2 separate regions of the Mus musculus genome follow, and region 2 is linked to region 1. Evidence: chromatin contacts called from public Hi-C data. All regions are on one chromosome and are shown on one strand. The core of a region is the stretch at or near the end of the contact, and the rest is flanking DNA. Distances in the headings are between cores, read along the strand shown. Region 1 overlaps Washc4 (WASH complex subunit 4). Region 2 overlaps Appl2 (adaptor protein, phosphotyrosine interaction, PH domain and leucine zipper containing 2).

What was found. A called contact is a pair of places that touch in the nucleus more often than the background predicts.
Region 2: a contact with region 1 is called in a Hi-C map of bone marrow-derived macrophages, with 2.4 times the contacts expected there. The contact joins two enhancer-like sites. A contact is called at or near these places in 1 of 39 promoter capture datasets (the 3T3-L1 cell line), 1 of 484 Hi-C or Micro-C datasets (bone marrow-derived macrophages), 5 of 115 datasets of contacts at active chromatin or transcription factors (bone marrow-derived macrophages, embryonic stem cells, extraembryonic endoderm stem cells and 1 more) and 4 of 9 other capture datasets (adipose tissue, embryonic stem cells, liver and 1 more).

What each region holds. Positions count from the first base shown.
Region 1 is chr10:83,564,099-83,567,832 of GRCm38.p6, forward strand. It overlaps Washc4 (WASH complex subunit 4), which reads left to right. Exons shown (of 33, transcript NM_001033375.2): 14 at 313-439. Among named protein-coding and RNA genes, the nearest start is that of Washc4, 22 kb to the left of the region's middle. Within about 2 kb of position 1,788, at least 17 of the 459 cell types and tissues checked have an H3K27ac peak or open chromatin away from gene starts, as enhancers often do. A contact at or near this core is called in bone marrow-derived macrophages, where this site is marked.
Region 2 is chr10:83,633,124-83,636,401 of GRCm38.p6, forward strand. All of the region lies in intron 2 of Appl2 (adaptor protein, phosphotyrosine interaction, PH domain and leucine zipper containing 2), which reads right to left. Among named protein-coding and RNA genes, the nearest start is that of Appl2, 14 kb to the right of the region's middle. Within about 2 kb of position 1,573, at least 51 of the 459 cell types and tissues checked have an H3K27ac peak or open chromatin away from gene starts, as enhancers often do. A contact at or near this core is called in bone marrow-derived macrophages, where this site is marked.

The DNA.
Region 1 (3,734 bases), core at 538-3,037:
TGTCTGCCCCCGCGTCCCCCAGGATGTATCACCAGACACTTAAAAATGGTTTTGACTTTGGTTATTGCTTTAGCCTATAACTGTCCTTCCTAGAATCCAAGCTTTGTGGTGCCAGGAGTTTTCATCTGCTGTGCTCTCAGCTAGAATTAATGTCTGTCTTGCATAGGTACTCACTGCATAGTTATAAGTTCAGTAACTTATGTGTGCATATAGGATTCCTTTTGAAGGCTTGAGCATACAATTACTGCTGGAAGGGGTATTTTACTCTTGTCATATGAGACGTGGACATATATTTTTGTGTTCCTTTGCTAGAGATGTGCAGTCTTACTACGTCTTTGTGAGCTCATGGATGATGAAGATGGAGTCTATGTTATCTAAAGAGCAGAGGATGGATACATTTGCTGAAGACCTCACCAACAGATGCAATGTTTTCATACAGGTAGTTGTGTGTTCTTAGAATGTTTTGGGTATAATTTCAAATTTGTGACTTGAATTTACAGGAGTTACACTCGGCCACAACTCTGGAAAGGAGGGTTATGTTTATATTTAAACAGAATGAGGAGCTACAGAGATAGCTCGCGGTGGGAGCACTTGCTCCTGCAAAGATCCCATGTTTGATTGCCTGGCTTTAGGGGAGTCAGTGCCTCTAGCTCCCTGGGTAAGTACATTTATGTTTATGAAAGGCGAGGTCCTGAAGAGCACACTCGGGCCGTCAAGCTTAGCCGCAAGTGCCCTTACCTGCTTGCCAGCGCTCCTTTGGGTGTTCTTGAAAGATTATCTTTTTATTTCCAGATACATGAGGATTTCTTTTACCTTTAATTTAAAAGATTACATGTATTTAGTCTGTGTGCAACTGTATTAATATCAGACACAAATGATCTCCAACAAAAAGCATCACTAGAGATCAACATGTCCCAGGAAGTAGCAATACATGTTGCTCTCTACTGATGCTTTCTGTTGGAGATCATTTGTGTCGGATACTAACGCCGTTGCACAGTGTTTCTTTTGGCTAATGTCTACATGATGTGTCTTTACTGAGCCTTCCATGCAGCCTTTGTAGCTTCTTACATGGAATGTGTGTCTTCTGTAAACAGTGTATATTTTCCCTCAGTCTGGTTTTGTTTGGTTTGTGAGTGAGAGAGTGAGTGTACGTGTGTGGATGCGCTTGATTCTGTGGATGTATGTGGAGGACAGAGCTTAGTATTAGATGTCTTCCTCAATTGTTCTTCACCTCACTTTTGAGGTAGTCTCTCACTGAACCTGGAGCTCACTGTTTGAGCTGGAGCAGCCGAGTAGCAATTCCTTTGGGAGATGTCTGTTCCTCTAAGCTAGGTTTATAGACAGGCACCCCTGTGCCCAGCTTTTTAAATGGGTCTAGTGACCTGAACTTGGGCACCCTTGAGTGTGTTGCCCACTGAGCCATTTCCTTAGCCACCATCTTTGTCTTCTTATCGGGCCATGAGCTGGTTTCTGCCCTTGTTCTCTGTTTCTGACAGAGCCTCTGAGAAGCAGCTTCAGTGTCAGCCTCACTGCTCTAGGTTCCCCCCAGAGCTTGACCACTCACTTCCTCATTTTCCTGGGAGCTCTTTGATGCTTTCCGCGAGTGTTACCAAGCTCTTCTAATGGTTCTTACTAGGAAAGTCATCTGTGTTATGTATTCTGTCCGTAACAGTAAAGACAAACAGGTTGTTTGTGGCGTGAGCAGTTAACATACTTGAAGACTCCCACCAAAAGCTGCTCTCTCTTTTTTTAGATTTATTTTTATTTATTATTATATGTAAGTACACTGTAGCTGTTTTCAGGCATTCCAGAAGAGGGCACCAAATCACATTACAGATGGTTGTGAGGCACCATGTGGTTGCTGGGATTTGAACTCAGGATCTTCGGCGCTGAGCCATCTCACTAGCCCAAGGCTTCTCTGTCTTGCCTGCCTTGGATGCTTACCATTTCTTATTCTGCTTTTAGCTTTCCCAGTGGTACATAAAAGTGCAGTCTAATGTGATAATCCTCTAGCTGACAAGGTAAAACTAGAGTATGTCACAAGCCTCAGTCTTGTGCCACTCTCTCAGGACACTGTCCTCTGTTATATTCCTTTGTTCTCTAAATTGAGCACATCTCTTCAACACAGAGCTAGTAAGGTTCAGGGAAACTGGCTCTGCCACTTTGCTAGTCAGAAATAGTCAATCCTGGATTAGTGCTTTCTTACATGTGCTTAGGAAGCAGACTAGCAGGCACTTAGCCAAATTAATCAAAGGACAGAAGAGAAGATCTAAATTAATAAAATTACACATAGAGGGGAGGATTACAACAGACACTGAGGACATTCAGAGAATGATAAGACATATTTAACCTGTAAAGTAGTAGGATATAAACTTAGCCCACAGAAGTCAGCCGTCTTCTTATATACAAATGACAGACATAGTGGAAGTCAGGAAACAGTGTCTTTTATAATAGCTTAAAAAAATATGTGTATCTTGGGATAACTCTAACCAAACAAGTGAAAGACTTATACAATAAAAATGTTGAGAGTGAAGAAAAGAAATTGAAGACACCAGAAGATGGAAAGACCACCTATTCTTTTGGATTAATAGTATGAAAATGCCCGTTTTACAAAAGGCAATCTTTAGATTCAATACAATTCCCATCAAAATACCAACACAGTTCTAAGTAGAAATTGAACAAAACAATCTTCAACTGCATATGGAAACACAAAAGCTTAGGATGGTTAAAATAATCCTGAATAATAAAAGAACTGCCAGACATATGATCATCCCAGATACCAAGTTGTAATACAGAGCCGTAATAATAAAAGTGGCATGGTTGTGGCCTACAAACAGACACGTTATCAGTGGAATCAAATTGAAGACCCAGATATCACACACACACACACCTACTTGTGGACACCTCGTTTGAACAAAAAGTCAAAAGTAGACACTGGAGAAAAGACGGTATCTTCAGCAAGTGTTGGTGCTGGTCAAGCGATGGATACATGTAGAAAAATTCAGTAGACCCATTCTGTACTGTACAATAGACCCATACTGTACAAAACTCAACTACAGAGGAGTCAGGGGCCTCAGCATAAGAGCAGTTTCCCAAATCTGAGAAGTGAAAGTAAGAATAGATTTAAACTCATTGGCACAAGAAGGATTTTCTGGACAGGACACTGGTAGCATTGGCCCAAAGACCAGTGATGAATAAATGGAAGTCCATTAGCTGGGAAGCTCAGGGACTCAAAGGACTCTATCACTGGGGCAGAGTGACAGCTAAAGAACTGGAAAACATCTTTACCGATTGCCAGTCTGATAGAAGGTTAATATCTAAAATACATAAAGACTAAAAATACTGACCATCCAGAAAATAACCCAGTTAAATGGAGTACAGAGCTAAGCAAAGAAAGATGAGGCACAGATAGCTGAGAACAAAGCAGTACTACATCCTTCGCCATCGGGGAAATAGAAATTACAACTACTTTGGGATTTCATCTAATCCCATTCAGAATGGCCAAGATATAAAACAGAAGATGGCTGTTGAGGATGAGGGAAAGGAGAGCATTCATTCATTGGTAGGAGTGCAAACATGTACAGCCAATCAGTGTGGTTCCTCAGGAAGTCAGGAATCAGTCAACCTCAAGATCCAGCTATCTGCTCTTGGGAATAAGGACTCTATATCTTACTGCAGAGATTCCTGCTCATCCATGGTCACTGCCCCTCTATTCATAATAGCCAGGAAGTGGA
Region 2 (3,278 bases), core at 323-2,822, 69 kb after region 1:
ACCCAAGGACTGAAGAAAACTCACAGTGACTTATCTTGCCGGCATCCACAGTCACAGAAAAGCAGCCAGGACTGGGGTTCTGGCCTGTTGAGGCTAAGGTCACTGGTTAACCCTGTGCTGAGGATGAATCAAAGTGGCCTTTTGATGCCACAAAGGCTTCGGGAGCTGCAGGCTGAAGCACTGCGGAGCCCGCATGCAGAGCAGCCAATGGCTAGGCTCTGTACAGCTGCCTCCCTAGACCTCACAGCTCTGCCCCTCACAGCTGAAGCTGCAACCAGCTTCTCAGTCTCAGGCAGGTAAATAAACCTGTCTGACTGTCAGGACCCTGAAATGTACTAATTAAAATAATCTGGATTTAAAACTAATGAAAGGAGGAAAGTCACTCTAGGTTTAAAAACTGAGCCCCACCTCCAACAACTAAAGAGTTATCGGGCTCAGAAACCACGCTGTTCTATATGGACAGGAAAAGCCTCTGAAAGGCAAAGCCTTAACTGGGGCTGACCAGTTTGTCAATGGAGACCAGCGTGTCAAGAACACAGCACCACACACAGGAGTGACTTCAGGCTTTTCTGGTTCTGCCACTCGTCGACTGTGTGGCCTGAGGCAATCTACACAACTTCTCTGAGTCTTAGATTCTTTACCATATAATAATCTTTAATTAGGAAAACTAAATGAGATAATGTGCAGGAGGTGCCTGGCCTGGTGTGTGACACTTGTGTGTGTAAGGGATAGAGAATCCCTGTCTGCCTCCTACAGGTGTGTGACACTTAGGTGTGTGACACTTGTGTGTGTCTAAGGTATAGAAGAACCCTGTCTGCCTCCTACAGTCTCCCCCTTGGCTGTCACAAGCTCACACCATGGATGCCTGCTGCTCTCACTGCTGCCCAAAGGAATGGGACCTTGTTCAGCTTAATATCTCTCTCTCTCTCCTCTCTCCTCTCTCTCTCCATCTATTGTCTATTATCTGTCTATCCGTAAACTATCTATAAACCATCTATCTACCTTCCTACCTACCTTTTATCTATCTATCTACCTACCTACCTACCTACCTATAAACTATCTATTGTCATCTAAAGAATATTTCTTTTAACATTTATTTGGTGTGTGTGTGCAAGCATGTGGAAGTTAAAGACAGCTTTTGGGAGTCAGTTCTTTTCTTTCACCAGGGAATTAAACTCTGGTCATCAGGCTTGGTGGTAAATACCTTCACCTGCTGAGCCACCTCTCCTGCCCGAGAACATTGCTGTGTTTAAATAACTTTACTCCCCTTCTCTCCTATCTTGGCCTCAGCTTGAGATTATACTGTTTCCACATCTAAAAAGGGATTTTAGGGCCCACAGTTTTCAGATGTTTGGGATGTACTATGTCTATGCTCCTCAGGTTTGGTGAAGAACAGCCTCAGAGCTGGCTGTGGGGGTGCACAACTTCATTCCAGGCTGCTCAGGGCTGCACAGTGAGACCCTGTGTCAACAAACAGAAAGATGAAGGAAAATCCCCAAACAGAAAAGAGCAGAGATGTGGCTGGACTGCCGGCTTTGCTGAGAGGAAGTGAACAAGCCCACGGTAACCACGGTAACCACGGCTGTCACTCAGAAGAGATCCACCAGGGCAGGAGAGAGGTCAGCAGGGAAGAGCACTTGCTGCTCTTGCAAAGCTCTGGAGTTTGGTTCCCAGCGCCCATGGCAGTGGCTCTCAACCTCTTATAACTCCAGCTCCAGGAGATCTAACACCCTCTCCTGGTCTCCAGGGACACCCACACATATGTATGTACACACATATACACTCAAACCACATATATACAACATCACACACACATCACACATAACACAAACATACACACTGACACACAGCACACACACTAACACACATCACACACACAACAGAACACACCCATGTGGGACCATAATGGCCAAGGATTCCAGAGGAAGGGTCAACAGAGCTTCAACCCCAAATACCTCAAACTTGAGGATGGCAGGAGTTGCCTCCCTCCCCACCTCCCAACCTGGTTCTACAAAGGCAGCCCCCTCAGATCAACCCTAGTAAGAATTTACTACCCTGACAGTAAATTACCAGGCTTCACTCCTTGTTTGACCTTATAAGATCCCAACCCCCACCCCACCCCACCCACCGTACCCTACGCCCCCCTGATTATGTAGAAGAAATATCTTCTAACACCTCTGCCCTGGCCAACGGCACACAGCCACACAATCCTCGCCCCTAGAGATCCTGGCCACCTCCCCAGGGGCACAGATACCTGGCTTATCACCCCTCCAATAAACAAACTAGTTCTCTGAAGCTCTTCCTGGGTGTGTGCATTGCACTCACTCTCGCCTGGCTAAGCTTCCTTCCCTCCAGTCCAGCCCGGGCTACCCTGATGGCAGACTGGACACAGTGTCTACAGTGTCTCTCTCTCTCTCTCTCTCTCTCTCTCTCACACACACACACACACACACAGAGAGAGAGAGAGAGAGAGAGAGAGAGAGAAATATTTTTTAAACTTTAAGTTATTAAAACACTGTTCCCAGACCAACAACCAGAGTGGCTTGTCTTCCACTAGAGGAGAAAGGTGGGCTGTAAGAACTGCTGACTTTACTAACTAACCCCCGGCAACAGCAGGCAGCCTTCCTGACCACAGTCAGAGCCATCACTCCCCTGGTCCATATCTCAGTATGACAGCTGAGAGAAGGAGCTAAGCAGCTCTCTCCTAAGCCTGAGTAAGTCCAACATTAAACAAATAAAACAACTCTAACTTTGGAAAGGAAGAATTATCAGAAACGTGGATTTAAAGCAAGTATCCTATCAAATCTATTGAATGCAAAATCTGTGCCAACTTAACTGCATATATATCTTTGTGTTCTTGCTCAGGCCCCCCAGGCACCTTGAACTTACTTGTCCGGTGGTCTGAAAGCAGCAGAGAGCCCTAAACAAGCTTTTGCTCTGTTAGTGACGCAGGGGGCTCACCTTCTCGGTGGTGAACAGCCACAATGGGGCTCACTTTGCTCCGAGCCTGGGCAATGGCTCTTCTGGCAGCTAAAAGACAAAACAGGGCCACACGAACTGGTGCCCGGAGATACCAAACAACCCCCTTGCTAAGTCACAGGCTCATTCCAGCGGTTAAGCCAAATAAAATCTAAAAGCTCCCTCAAACCAGCCAAAGTAGAGGGTCTGCTTCGGAACCCTCTCTACTTCTCTTTCACTGTCTTGTTCTTTGTGGGAACACAGCAGCAGTAAGGTCAACATTACTACACCACATGTACAGACACTGACTGTATTTACAC